3 separate regions of the Mus musculus genome follow, and regions 2 and 3 are each linked to region 1. Evidence: chromatin contacts called from public HiChIP or PLAC-seq data. All regions are on one chromosome and are shown on one strand. Each heading gives the region's core, a stretch centred on a gene start, on an enhancer-like site or on the middle of the called end of the contact. The rest is flanking DNA. Distances are from core to core; before and after follow the strand shown. Region 1 has its middle 51 kb from the start of Mir3072. Region 2 overlaps Wdr25 (WD repeat domain 25). Region 3 has its middle 37 kb from the start of Gm40577.

What was found. HiChIP or PLAC-seq counts read pairs in DNA pulled down with a chosen protein or histone mark.
Region 2: a CTCF HiChIP or PLAC-seq map of the NIH/3T3 cell line shows a contact between it and region 1, with 5 read pairs. The contact joins two enhancer-like sites. A contact is called at or near these places in 1 of 15 datasets of contacts at CTCF or cohesin (the NIH/3T3 cell line) and 1 of 115 datasets of contacts at active chromatin or transcription factors (the NIH/3T3 cell line).
Region 3: a contact with region 1 is called in an H3K27ac HiChIP or PLAC-seq map of the NIH/3T3 cell line, with 10 times the contacts expected there. The contact joins two enhancer-like sites. A contact is called at or near these places in 1 of 15 datasets of contacts at CTCF or cohesin (the NIH/3T3 cell line), 3 of 484 Hi-C or Micro-C datasets (the C3H10T1/2 cell line, the MC3T3-E1 cell line and liver) and 4 of 115 datasets of contacts at active chromatin or transcription factors (the NIH/3T3 cell line, embryonic basal ganglia, fibro-adipogenic progenitors and 1 more).

What each region holds. Positions count from the first base shown.
Region 1 is chr12:109,796,942-109,801,795 of GRCm38.p6, forward strand. No RefSeq gene overlaps it. Among named protein-coding and RNA genes, the nearest start is that of Mir3072, 51 kb to the left of the region's middle. Within about 2 kb of position 2,145, at least 27 of the 459 cell types and tissues checked have an H3K27ac peak or open chromatin away from gene starts, as enhancers often do. A contact at or near this core is called in the NIH/3T3 cell line, where this site is marked.
Region 2 is chr12:108,939,493-108,944,346 of GRCm38.p6, forward strand. The region is part of intron 2 of Wdr25 (WD repeat domain 25); the gene reads left to right. Among named protein-coding and RNA genes, the nearest start is that of Wdr25, 48 kb to the left of the region's middle. Within about 2 kb of position 2,914, at least 33 of the 459 cell types and tissues checked have an H3K27ac peak or open chromatin away from gene starts, as enhancers often do. A contact at or near this core is called in the NIH/3T3 cell line, where this site is marked.
Region 3 is chr12:110,379,119-110,383,972 of GRCm38.p6, forward strand. No RefSeq gene overlaps it. Among named protein-coding and RNA genes, the nearest start is that of Gm40577, 37 kb to the right of the region's middle. Within about 2 kb of position 2,208, at least 91 of the 459 cell types and tissues checked have an H3K27ac peak or open chromatin away from gene starts, as enhancers often do. A contact at or near this core is called in the NIH/3T3 cell line, where this site is marked.

The DNA.
Region 1 (4,854 bases), core at 895-3,394:
GGCCATTGAGTTATATGAATCCTTTCTCTGGCTTTTTGTACTAACCTGTTGAGCATGGTTTATAGCTGTCATCTCACTTCTGCTCCCGTACTATAAGGCCACCTTTGCTGATGACCTTTGACAATACTACTTGTCTACTTTCACCTCTTGTTTGTGCTCTTAGGGGTCAAATCCAAAAAAAACATCACTGCCCAGATTGATGTCATGAAGTTCTTCTCTGCCTTAGTTCCCTTTCTATTGCCATGAAGAGACACCATGGCCAAGGCAAGTCTTATAAAAGAAAGCATTTAACTGAGAGCTTGCTTGTAGTTTTAGAGAGTTAGTCCATACCTGTTCTAATAGGCCACACCTCCTACTCTCTCTAATCTATTTCAAACAATTCTACTCTTTGGTGACTAAGCATTCAAATATATGTGTATTTGGGGGCCATTCTTGCTCAGCTCACCAAATTCCCTTTGTTTACTTTTAGTAGCTTTATAGTTTAAAATATAAAGTTGAGTCTTTAATCAATTTGAGCTGGTTTTATATATGGAGTAAGATGAGGGGCAAATTCCTTTTTCTCCATGTGGATTTCCATGGTAAAGGGTACCTTCTATCCATGCGTGCTCTAGCATTATTGTTGAGAGTCAGCTGATTCTCAGTGAGTACACTGGTCTCAAGTCAGGGCTCCGCACAGACAGTCCCATACCAAGCAGCTGCAGGACACAAACCTGGAGGCAGAGACCCTGGACTTATCAGTCCTTGTAGCATATACTTTGGGATACATGTAGTTCTGGAAGGCCAGTGACGCTGGATGGTTGTATGAATTACTTTTCTGCTGCTGTAATAAAACACCAGAACCAAAGGTGTCTTACTGAAGACTCTATTTTGGCTTAAAGTTTCAGAGAGTTGGAGCCCATGTTGGTAGACACAGAAGACAGACAGATCAGGAAGCTGAAAGATTGCATTTCAAACAGGCATGGGACAGAATGAGTGGGTGGTAGTATAAAGCTAAGACCTCTGAAAAACCCAGCCCTGGTGATGCACCTCCAGCAAGACTGTACCACTTAAAGCTCCCCATACAGCACCACCAACTGGGCAGCAAGTGTTTGAATGCCTGAGCCTATGGTGGGCATTTCAAACTCAAAGCAGCACAGTGATCACCATGGAAACAATCACTTTCTGGCCAAGGGGACTCATGGCATTTGTTGGGACCTAGAACTGTGCAACCCACTCCAGTGACCATAGCCAAGCCTGGGCAGGCTGGAATGGCAAACTTGCAGGACAGAAGGCTCTGGAGGATATCCCTAGAGGCTTGAGGGACTGGCTAGGGTGTTGGAGTCAGGGGAGGTATATTCATGAGAGAAAGGGCTGAGAAAGGGTAGGATCCATGGAGGCTTGCAACATGTTCTGGGCTTCCTGTCAAGGCATCTACTCTGGACACTATTGGGGTATGACTCTGAGGGTAAAGGAAGAGGATGCACAAAGGGGACACAAACATTCCAGGCAGGAACTTTTGCCATAGTTCATGTAGAGGCAGAGGGGTGTGGTCCTGAGGATGAAGCATAGCTTAGGGTCTCAATGGCAATGGATATCCTTTCAAGAAGAGGGATCAAGCCAGTGGAGACTTGGGATATTAGGGAAAGAACTCAGGGAAGACTGGCAGTATCTGGAAGAATTCTTAAGTACAGCCTAGAGATAATGGCAATGGGGGGACCTAGAGGAGAGCTAGGACCTGGGTCCTCAGCTCAGGTCCCTGGGGCTAGGATATTAAGTGGGAGGTGTGACAGTAGCCAAACAGCCTGAACCTGGGCTGGAGGTCAGAGTGGAGAGCACCTACTTATGATGGAGGGCACCAGAGCCCTGCTGCACATATCTTTGATGCCCAAGTAATGCCCTAGGAGGCAGTATGAACCGAGTTCTGCTTCAAGTCTGAGCTCTGAGGGCAGCAGGCTCAGTTTCATATGCCACCCCCCCCCCCCCATGTGTTTCCAGAACTCCAGTCTTTGGAGACTGGTTTGGCACCAACCAAAAACCACAAGCAAATTGCCAGTGGTAAAATATCTCATAAACATCGCTTCTTGCAAAATCCTGGTCATAACCACGGAGCATTACCCAACAGTGAAGCAAGACCTGTGTACCTTACTGGAGAGTCCAGGGTCCCCTGGACGGTGTGTCCTGCCAGCTTGGGAGTTCCCATTCTTGGTGGCCAGATTCCTCAATGGCTACTTGGAGCAGCAAAGAGAAGCAGAGACCAAGGACCCTTGAGACCAGAGCTTCTTTCCCCTCCTGCCAGTAGGAAGTGTTTACTGCCCAGAGCTGACTTGGGCCTGCCAAACACCCGGCTTCTGGTGGCCAATGGGCTTCTGGCTCTACAGTGAGAGCCATGATCCAAATGTGCTCAGTGAGCAGAAGCAGAAGTGAGGACACACTGGATCTGGCAGGGTGTGGCAAGGCAAGAGATTTATCTTGCTCTACTTGGGCATCCCTGGACCCATGGTGTGAAGAGAACTCTGATAGACCATCAAAGGGGTGGAGTGGAGAATGGTCTCTATTGGCTTCACTTAGATGGAAGTAGCGCCCATTTAGAAATGAAGAATCTTCCCCAAGCACATGGTGAGGGGTCCCAGCAGTGTGCTTGCATAGTTTACACACTGAATCATCATCCTCCCAGATCCAAAGTTAATATTCTTGGTTGCCACTTGTAATGTGATCTTGTGGTTTCTGGCTTCCTGCAGACTTACCCTGCCTGTCATAAGTGGCTGAATTCCATTCTTTTCAAAGTTTGAATGATAGCCCACTGTGTACAGGTATATCATACTTATTCATTTACATGGATAGACATGGAGGAGCTATTGTTATTTGATGGCCATTGTAGGAAGGACAGTCAAGTTTCATCATAGGTGGCCCATGCACCAGTGGGTGATACCCTGTACCCATGGACATACAAGCATTGTTACTGACTCAGTGGCTTATTTTAAAAAGTGTAGAAGACATGAAGATGGGAGGGGAATGTGGAGGGAGTCCTGAGAAAGTTGAAGAAGGAAAGCAGGAAGTGGGGTAGGGGTGAGTATGACCTAACATTTGGTATGTATATATGAAATTATTAAAGAAAAAAATTTAAAGAAAAAATGTCTTCGCTCATTCTACAATTAGCATTTTGTTTTCTCCTGGTTGAATTATTTCAGTTCCTTATGTACTTTAGATATTAACCTTATGATATGTGGCTTAAAAATAAATATATATTATATATATATATATTTATATACATAAATATATATATATTTCATTCTCAAAGCTGCTGGCTGTGGTGGCATACTCCTTTAATTCTCGCACTTGGGAGGTAAAGAAGGGTGGATCTCTATGTCTTCAAACTAGCCTGGTCCTAATAGTGAGTTACAAGCTAGTCAAGGCTGCATAGTGAGACCTTACCTAAAAAAAGTGCTCTAAGTTATATAAGGCTAAATATCTCAATGTCATGGAAACTGCTCCCTCTTGTTTTCTTCTAGTGATTGTACAGTTTGGGATCATATGTAATGTCTCAAGGTTTTACTGCAGTGAAGAGACACCTAAACCAAGGCAGTTCTTATAAAGGACAGCATTTAACTGGAGCAGGCTTATAAGTTCAGAGATTTAGTCCATTTTCATCATGGCAGGAGGCACGGAAGCATCCAGGCAGACATCACACTGGAGGAGATGAAAATTCTACATCTTATTATGAAGGCAAACAGGTGAAGACTGTCTTCAAGGCAGCTAGGAGGAGGGTCTCAAAGCTCACCCCCAGTGACACACTTCCTCCAACAAAGCCACACCTACTCCAACAAGGTCACACCTCCTAACAGTGCCATTCCTTGGGCCAAGCATATACAAACCACACATGTAATAAGTTTTAAAGTTTGGAAGTTGATCTTTGCATATGGTGTCTGATAATGGTTCAGTTTCCTTATTGGATATGAATATATAGATGAATATATAGTTTTCCCGACACAAAGTATTCAAGCCTCTGTCTTTTCCCCAGCATATGCTTTTGGCATAGAGATGTGTGAATATGCCCTTGAATGCTCTGTGCCGTTACATTGATTGAAGTGTCCAGTTGGGATGTCAGTACCATAGTGTTCCGATCACCACTGTGTAATAGATTTTTAATTCAGGTATTGTGGTTCCTCCAGCTTTGTTCTCTTTGATCAAGATTGCTATGGCTAATTGGGGCCATTTATTGTTCAATACAAATCTCAATTTTTTTCCCCTAGTTCTGTGAAAAATGACATCAGAACTGTGCATTGATCTGTAGATCACAGTGGGTAATTTGGATATTTTAACAACATTAATTCTTCCAATCACAGAAAGTTACCACATGCTATCTTTCCACTTATCGGTGTCTTGCTGTGATTCTTTTATCAATGATCGACAGAGCTCAGCACATGCATCCTTCACTTCCCTGGTTGAATATTCTCCTGAATTGGCTTTAGCGACTGCAAGTGAGATTGTTTTCTTAATTTCGTTTCAGATAATTTGTTATTGTTATACATAAACATAACTGATTTTTCTCCACCGGCCCTCAAAACAATATAGGCTATTGCTATTGCCTTTGGTTGTCCACCTGAATTTCATGGTAAGACTCTATTGCTGAAGACCCACACAGGCTAGTCGCAGGACATAGAGATATGAAGTCAATACTGACCAGGAGTTTCTTCCCTGCTAGATAGATAGCTTTTGTCTTACCAGAAGATGCTGGCAGGCTTCCTGAAATCAGGGAGACATCAACAGTCTTGCCAGTTGTGAAAGCCTGTGAGCTGTAATACTCCATAGTGGTAGGCATGGTTTAGGACAATCAACTGCTTTGTGACTGGATTTAAGAACAGCGCTACAGGACGA
Region 2 (4,854 bases), core at 1,664-4,163, 860 kb before region 1:
TCACGTAAACGTCCATGGCAGCTCAGCTCTCCCACGCACAAAACCCATTAGGCAGTGCTGTCACAGGCGGATGATGGCGGGCAAGGTCTCATGTTGACGCAGACTCAGCCGGCTGATTTTGAAGGCCCTGTCACGATTTTGTTTTGAAGGAGTTCTCGAAAATGACAGGCTTCATTTCAAGGGTCTTTGTTAATCTAATAGTGTCCCTGGCTGAAATTTGTGGGCTGTTTTTCAAAGCTCTTGTGTGCTAGGGACAGAATGAAGACAATTTCAGCCTCATTCACGGCATAGAATATGCAGGCAGATACATGCTCTGGGAAGCTGGCTGTCCGTGTGAGCTGTGCAGGTGGGTAGGGTTAGACCCCAGGCCCTCTGAGGCCTCCTTCTGGACATTTCTACCACAGATTAGATTTATAAATTAGATTTATGCAAGTACAAAATGAGTGTGAGGCTGTCTTCTGCACAGTGTCCTGGTGAATGTGCACCTAGAGCCCCCAGTGGGGGACTTGAGACATTAACAGATAGCTGTCTCTTAGTTTTTCTGTATGAACCTAAGCTAGAGTTAATTTTTTTTCTGACTCACTAACTTGCTGTTAAAGGCACAAATTAAGCCTTTTGGAAGAATCCATAGCAAAACTGTCAGTCGGTGTAGAAAAGATAATGGAGCCCATGTTGGGTTGTGTTCGTAGGGTTGTTGTTTTATGCAATTACAATTTACCTTGTTTCTCTTTTTCTGGGTTTTAAGAAATCTAACTAAGAATGGGCCTCCAACTCAGAAGAGTTATTGGTTACTTTTTTTGAATGGCATTGCCCTTTCAGAGAGCAGTGAACATCCATCTTATAAGAAGTTATAAATGTGTGTTCCAGATTCTCTGAAGAAGGGGTGCATCTCCCCCAGCCAGCACGTGTTGAGTGCTCTCCTGCCCTCTACTGGGTGTGGCATGACAGGGAGGACTTGAGTGCTGTTGGCCTCAGGTCCCACAGCTGGCCTGTTCTGGGGCCTGCTGGACCCTCTGCCATCCAGAGCCAAGGCCCCATCTAACTCATGCTGCTGTACCCAGAAGAGTAGCTCTCTGCCTCATTTATTGGACCAGGCATTGTGCCATGCACTGGGGACACAGGAAGCAAAGACAGCTTATGCCCTGGCTATGCTGCCTGGGTTGGGTTTTGACTTACCCAAATCCTAGGAGACTCTGTACCTATCACCTACCCTGGTGGCTTCTCTTGTGACAGGTATTGATGACCTAGAAGCTTGCCCGATTCCTTTAAAGACCATCCCTCACCAGCCACCAGAGCAGAGCCATGACTTCTTCTGAACCCCCAAGGCCTTTCCTTATCCTTCTTGGCACTCCTCTAACCTCCCTGCTGCGCACACATGTGCACAATACTCACACACTCGTGCATACACACCAAGATAGGATCTCACTGTGTAGCTATCGCTGACATGGGATTTGCTATGTAGGACAGGCTCCTCTAGAGGCTGTGTCACGAGCCTTTACTGAGCTGTTTAGTTTTTCAGAAGATACAGTTTTATGTTGCTCTGACTGGTGTCCACATTCAGTGTTCCCCAGGCTGACCTTGACCCTAATCTCTCTGCCTTCCCCTCCAAGTCCTGGGATTGCACATGTATACAATCATGCCAGGCTTTATGTGACTTTTCCTTCATAACCTGGATGTCTCTTTCTGTCTTCCCAACTACATCTGAGTATTCCTGTCTGTCCTTCCTTACCCCTCTAAGGTGCACACTGCCCAAGGATCCCTCCCTGACTCCCCAGGCCCCCTCCCCCAGTACCTCCCTGCTGCTGTGTTTCCTCTGTCCATCATAGCACTTAGGTGCCACCTGGACCATTTCCTGATGATTTTGAGGAAGGGACCTGTGTTTCTTAGTCACTGCTGTACCCGGTGTGATCACAGTAGGTGGCACATGTTTGGAGTGTTGTGAATACTGCAGGAAGGAGCTGTCTTGTGCTGCCCCTGCAGGTTAGCTGTGGCAGTCCAGGCTTGAGCTGGAGATGCTGGGGAGGGCTCCTGGCCTCATTTTCTTGAGTAGATGGATCCTGTCACTTAGTATCCTTTCTGGGCCATGGAAAACTCGTCTAGGTCAAAGTGCAAGTTCAGGGTGTCTGGGCCAGTGCTGTTGTGAGAGAGCTGGCTGGAGTGCTAGGCTGGGCAAGCCTGGTGTCTGACTGTTTCATGGACACCCTGACCTCCATGGATGCAAGAAACCCAGAGGCAGGCTGGGAGGACTCCTTCTGCAAGCCTCTCTTTTTCAGCCCAGAGTGCTGGGACAGTTTCTCTGCCAGGAAGGCAACCGGTGCCTATTCTGACTGCCATTCTGATCCTGATGGTTCTTTGAAGGGTAGGAGGTTCTCTTGAGAAGACCCAGTGTTCTTCCCTTATTCCCCTGGTCCCCCTGCCAGAGAGGGATCACTGTTCTCCTGGGAACATTCCCTAAGGTCACTTTCCCTTCAGGAAGCATCTGTCATGTGCTCAAACCAAAGTGTTGAAGCCACTGGTGCATATGAGCAAAGTGTTGAGAGCTCAGCACAAGAAGGAGGTGGAGGCTATGTGGTCCTGGTCTCAGGTCCACCCCTCCACCCCACACAAGACAGGAGGCAGAGGCTATGTGGTCCTGGCCTCAGGCAGCGAGGTAGATCAGTTAGCCGGCCTGAGCACCGCTACTGGCTTTGCCAGTGATAGGGAGAATGCAGGCAGGCAGGTTTGCTTCTCTGAGTCCTGAATGTTCTACCCTGTGCTGGTCAGTCAGAGGTCTCAGTGGGAGTGTCACCTGCTGCCTGTTTGGACCCTCAGTTCATCCCTTTGCTACTCAGGAGAATCCTGGGGCTCGCTGGCTGAGGCTGCCGCAGCCTGGGGCTTCTTCCTGGGAGGTGTCCTCCCCACAGCTGCCCCTGTGAGGAGCCATTGCACTCTCTCTCTGTCAAGTAGGGTGTTTTAAAATCTGAGACGTTTCTTCCCAAAGTACTGTTTCTCCACTTTTATTCTTCGAATAGAACTTTAATTCAGTTGCACATTCATATTTAAAATCTCATAGGAATTAATTTCATGAAATCGAGTTGTTTTCCTTCCTACCTCTCACAAAGCAGTATCACCAAGCTTCCTTTGGTGTCTTTGGCGTCGGCGTCATCATTATCCCCCGAGCCGCTCTGACTCATCTAATGCAGTTTTCTCCAGCAAGCGTGTCAGCCTCGCTTCCCATCAGCCTTCTCAGATCCTGCCCTTGGTGAATCAGAGTATGCCGCTGACACTGGGAACTTTCCACCTTGCCTCAGGCACTCATTTGTGAAACTTTGAGGTGGCTTATCCCCTGAGTTTTAGTCAGGGCTGTAGAGCAGGACCTGCCATACATCCCAGTGACCCTGCGCTTCATACAGGGTACTTTGTCCCCTTCTCCAGGGGCCTCACTTGTCTTGTCACTGGCTCCTCCATTCTTGGGGATGAGAAGTGATGCAACAGAGGCCACAGGCCGCTTGTGCACCCATCTCTGTGAGGTAAACAGACTCCTCTAAGGTGGGTGTGCAGACTGAAGGGAAAGACAGGAAAAGGAATAGTTTCTCAGGTCTTAGGGGCATCATAGGGGCATCATAGGGCTTCAGAAACCCACCTGTCCCTTTTACAAAGCAGAGCATAGCTCTTCTGGAGATACCCGTAAGCCAGACTCCATCGTGAGAGAGGCCTCAGCAACCCTTCACGTACACAGCTTCCTAGTCTCAGGAAGCCAGGGCTCCACCATGTGCGTTTGGAGACTGGCAGTCTGAGATCAAAGTGACCTCAGGAGGGGTTCCCTGTTTGTTGTATAAAACTACTAGATCGCTATGTTCTCACAAGGCCTTTGCAGTGAGTGTGCGTGCGTGTGCGTGTATGTGTGTGTGTGTATAGGGGTTTCACGCTTCACATCCTATGTCAAATGGTTGTTCTTATAAGGATAGGAACCCTGTGGGATCAGGGCCCCAGCCTTAGGCTATCATGTAATTACATCCTTAGCAGCTTATTCTAAATGCAGCCATGTAGGACTCTGGTGTAGGAATTTGGGAAAGATATGGCCCTAAGCATACCCAGATATTGCCTGGTCCTCAGAGGATCTCAGTGAGTTTGTGTTGTGACTGAGTCTGAACGAGTACAAACAACGAGATAGAACTGGTCTCAGAGGTACTACCTAGCTGCCAAAGTCCCAGGAGCCCTTGGGGCAGATGACCTCCTATCCTGAGCCTGCCTGAGCTCTGACTGCTGACTCTGAAGAATATACCAGATGAAGGCTAGGGACAAGACCTACTGGTTGGAGCCTCCACTTCTGACACTCCTCCACCCCTGTCACTTCTGAAACAGGAATTGTAACCTTTGACTTAGATGAAACTCAGCTCAGTGTATGTTCATAGCAATGTTTGTCTTGCCCTTTCTCTAGCCAGTGCACTAGAGCTGATTATTACAAGTTTGAGCACAGCCTTGGCTACGTAGTACATTCTAGGCTGGCTTGGGCTATAGGGTGAGAGTCTGTCTCAAGTGAGAGCTGGGCATCTAGCACAGTGGTGGAAGTCTGCATAGAATGCTCAAGGCCTGCTTCTGTCTCTGGCACTACAAAACAAATGAAGAAACAGTGTCTTTCTGGTACAGAGAGATTGCTGACCCACTGAGTGTTGGTTTACTTAGGTGGATGCTGTGCAGGATGGCTGTGTGTACCAAGCCTCACAGCTTATACAATTGAGTGCTGCCTCCATTGCAGAGGACACTGAAGCACAAAAGGAAAGGGTGGCTTGCTATGGGTAACTCAGGGAAGGACCTGTATCTTGCTAAGTGGGAGCAGGGACCAATGCTGAGTAGTTCCAGGAAGTGGGGGAG
Region 3 (4,854 bases), core at 958-3,457, 580 kb after region 1:
TCCTGAGTTCAAATCTCAGCAACCACATGGTGGCTCACAACCATCCGTAACAAAATCTGATGCCCTCTTCTGGAGTGTCTGAAGACAGCTACAGTGTACTTACATTTAATAAATAAATAAATAAATATTTTTTTAAAAAAGATACAGATAAATCAATCAGGCACTGTGTGAAAGTGTCTCAGATGGCTGTCAATAAAAAAAAAGCAAACAGAAGCTGGGCAGTGGTGGTGCACACCTTTAATCCTAGCACTTGGAAGGCAAAAGCAGGCAGATCTCTGAGTTCAAGGCCAGCCTGGTCTACAGGGTGAGTTCCAGGACAGCCAGGGCTACACAGAGAAACCCTGTCTCGAAAAACCAAAAAAAAAAAAAGCAGACAGCAAAGCACCGTGGAGTGAACACCATCAGGTTCCAAAAACATGGCTACATCTAAGGCTGTACCTAACGTATGCCGAGGAAAAATGACATAAAATGCTAATGACGTTCCTTTCTGGGGGATTTCTCTCACCTTTAAAAAGTTGTCTGCCTTTTTTTTCCCCACTCATACAATGAATCAGTAATGCATCTCTTGTTTCTGAACATGTTGCTGGGACTGGCTGCTTGGCTCCGATCCCTTCCTGAACACCTTGGGACAAGTCACCTGACCTCGCTGCTTCGGGCTTCTCACCTGTACAATGCCGGCAGCAGCTGCCTCGGTGTTTGAGGGTTGAAGTTAATGTATGCAAAACATGGAGCTTGTGAACTCGGAGATAATAACACCCCAGTGCCAGCTGTTTTTATTATTTGCTTAATTTTCTACATATAAACATGTCACTGCACAGCTCCAGGGGTACCGCAGTGCCAGCTAGACTCCAATGGAGAGGAGATTAAGCCAACACTCACACCCGATTAATCCGAGGCGGTTGGGAGCAGTGATTAATTCAGAGCAGTTGGGACGATGCTGTGTGAGCACACTAAGCAGAGCCTTGTTGAAGGTTTTGATCATTTTCTTAAGAGCATGCGAGGCATGGCACTGAACGGCCTCAAGCAGGGTGGTGGTCAGAGTCCGCTGGGTTGAAACTCCATGTCTACACTGTGTGCTGAGGACTGGAGTCTTCCCATAAGACCGCGGCGGGTATAGAACCAGACAGAAGCTGGCCGCCCTAGAAAAGCACCTCGCCCTCACCCTGCTCAAACCCCAGCAACTCAGGACCTTCAGGAAGTGGACTCCCCACCCTGCCACATACTTGGAGAGAAAAATTGGTCGGGGGTATAGCCGGGCTAAATCTGAAGTGACTAGAGGGGGACACCCCAGAAAGTCTCAGAGGCCATGCCTTCTGGTGGGCCCACCACTCCACACAGAGACATCCCATGGATGGATGGACACCAGGGGTTCTCGGGTGGCCTAGCTGTGGGGTCCCTGAAGGCAGACAGCCCCCACACGTGAGTGCCCTACCCGGGCCCAGGTCCTTGGTCATCTCTGGAACTCTGACAGGCCTTAAAGGAGTCGTGGGATCCTTCTCTCTCTTCTGCAGTCAGATCTCTGTCCCTTCCTGACTGTCCCTTCATGTTCCCCAGTCCCCCATCCAGGCATCTCTGTCCCTGCATGATGTCCCACCCATGATGTCTCTTTTCAGACTGTGTACCCTAGAAGGCAGAGATTGCCCTGAGCTGGGAGGTAACAGTACTTGGGCTTAATAGACACTCAATAAATATTTGGGGAAGTGGATTTGTGCAGGGAACAGAGTTGAGAAGAGAAAGCAGAGGCGAGTGGGTCTCAGCTCTTCTCTCCGAGCCCCTGACGCTGTGTTATGATGTAGCCTGCTTCACTTCACGCGATGGTCTCTGCAGGAGTCAGAGACCATCCCAGGACCTAGCTTGATGTCCCCAGGTAGGTTAACACTTTTTAGTGGATCCCTAAGAGCCTGACATCTGAGTGATCCCCAATTCTCCAAGACTCCCTTCCTTTGACTAGAACTAAGCATTAAGTACTTCCAGGCAGGGTGTCACATACAGAAGTGCTCAGTGCATGCATTCTCTTGCCATTTGCCCTTCAGACTGGGGATGATAGCATCAGGTGGGGGCCTGACCATGTCCTCCCTCAGCTCCCTGCTCTGTGGGCTGTGTGACTTGGTACTTCGGGCTGGCCAGCGTGGGAGGGGTTGGGGATAAAGCACCTCCTAAGGAAGGCCATCTGACAGCTCCAGGACCGTGGTGACAAGTTAATGAGTTCCACTGCGGTTACCCAAGGCACACGTCTGGGCCACGAGGCCGGCTGTCTGCCGTGTTGACCTTTAAAGGTGAGCATTTAACGCCCACGATCACTCACCTCTGATCGAATGTTCTGAAGATGAAGCCTGTCGGCGGGGAAAGTGATCACTCTGCCTCCCGCCCCCACACGACACTGTCCTCCCTTCTGAGTCATCGCACAGCTTTGCAAGACTGGTTCCCTCCGGCTCTGGCTGGAAAAACAGTACTTCCTGCCCTGCCTGCTGTTGACTGCCAGCCCAAGGCCCCTTCACCCCCAGCCCTCTTTCCACATAACTCTTTGATCCCAATCCATTCTTAAGCTCCTTGTCCACCCATCTCTGCAGTCGCTGATCAGGGAGGATCACCCCCCGCGCCCCAGGGGGAGACTCACTACAGAGAACAGGAGCTAAGCTAATCCAAGCTCACAAGGCGCCTATGGGTGTCATTTTATTCAGTAGGAAGCCCAGCAGCAGAGTAGGTTCCAAGGTGGGCTGACTCAACAGCTCTTTGTTGACCCCAAAGGTTGGCCTCTGGCCCCCTATACCTGTCTGCAATGTGTCCCCCACCACAGTTTGTTCCCAAAAGTGCATATTGCCTGTCTGTCCACGGAAACAAATCAACAGCCATTATGGATATTCGAAACATGATACATAGAACTGGCATATAAGCCAGCAACCCAAAGGAAATGAATACACGACACCAAAAAGACACCTACACGCCTCTGTACAACAGAGACCATTACAGAAAACCACAGCTGCTCAGAATGCAGAGAACAAGCCAGCAGGGCACTGCCCCGGTTGGTACATCAGCACTACAGTTCCTTCACCTAAGGCTTGGGGAAACTTTACAAAAGAGAGAACAGAAAGATTGCAGTTTTCCAGAAGACCAGAAAGTCAGCTGTGAGATTGTGTCCACTAGAAATAACAAAGTTTACTCATGATACCTCAACAATATGGCTGCCCTGGATAAGTACAGGAAGAGGGAAATCTCACAGGGCTGCACCCCTACACAGAGCGCCAAGGGTTCAGGAATGAGGCCCAACTGGTTATCCAATACCAAGTGGTCAGCCCTGAAATTGAACATACACTAAAGGGTGTGTGTGTGTGTGTGTGTGTGTGTGTGTGTGTGTGTGTGTGTGTATAAGGGGGTAGGAATGACAATTAAAGGAGAAGAGACCATGAATTTGACAAGGAACAAGGAAGGGGACATGGGAGGGACTGGAGAGAGCAAGAGGAAGGGTAGAAATAATGTAATTATATTCTAATCTTAAAAATAATTAAATCATGTATTAGAAAAACAGGACACCTACCTGCACTCCCATGTTTGTTGTAGAAGTACCCACCCCAAGTAACCAGTGCTCAGACATGGAAAACATGGCGGACCTACCCAGGAGACTATTCCTCGGCTCTAAAAGGGATGAAATTGGGGCTGGAGATATGGCTCAGCAGTTAAGAGCACTGACTGCTCTTCCAGAGGTCCTGAGTTCAATTCCCAGGAACCACATGGTGGCTCACAACCATCTGTAATGGGATCTGATGCCCTCTTCTGGTGTGTCTGAAGACAACAACTATGTACTCGTATAAATAAAATAAATAAATAATTTAAAATTTAAAAAAGAGAGAGAGAGAATAGACCTCGAAATGACTAGAAAAGCAGCTGTGTGATTTCCAGTACATAAAAGGATTACAGGTTGAAGATATGCCAGTGGCCCCAACTTGATCATGCGCATACGCTGAATAACTTATCATCATGTTCCCATACACACACACACACACACACACACACACACACACACAGGTCTCAAGTGTTGGAAACTTCATCCCGAAAGTCATGTTTATGGTGTCTGAACATGGAGCCTTTGAGAGGTGGTTCTGGCTGGATGCCATCACCTACATAGAGCCTACAAGACTGCATTGATGGCTCCTAAGAGAAAGAAAACAGCCAGGCATGGTGGCACACACCTTTAATCACAGAATTTAGATCTCTCAGTTCGAGGCCAGCCTGGTCTACATAGCAAGCCCCAGGACCCTGGAGAGAGAGAGAGAGAGAGAGAGAGAGAGAGAGAGAGAGAGAGAGAGGAGCCTGCATGCTGTCTCTGTTTATTGTATAATGACCCTATTGTGTTTTGATTCAACCGTGGTCCTTCCTCATCTCCAGATCCTGGTACCCTGCTCTTGGGCTTGTAGCCTCCAGAACCACACCCTGTCCTTTATACATAGTCTCAGGTACTTATCATCAGAACTTATCAGTACTTATCAACATAAACAGTCCCCACCTCTCTTCTGCCTGCCTCCTGAGGCCAAGATGGCAGCCTCCAGGCTCCAGCTGCTCTCTGGGGACTTCCTCTTTTTCACAGGAACCTGCCCTCAGTAGGGTCATTATTATTCTGGTCTCTGAGACAGTAGGGGGGCTTGTCCGCTGGGCAGCTCAGGGCAGCTGTAGACAGTGTCTGGTGCTTCCTACTGCTCAGTCAGATGAGGTCTGGGCCCAGCTTAGTTCTTTGTTCTGCAAGGAGTAGAAACAGTTCCTTCTCTTTCTGGTCATGTTCCGGCTTCCATAACCTTCCACTCTGTCTTCAGAGAGCGACTCTGGACTAGCTTCCAAGTAAAGAAGAATAGATTTTGTTAG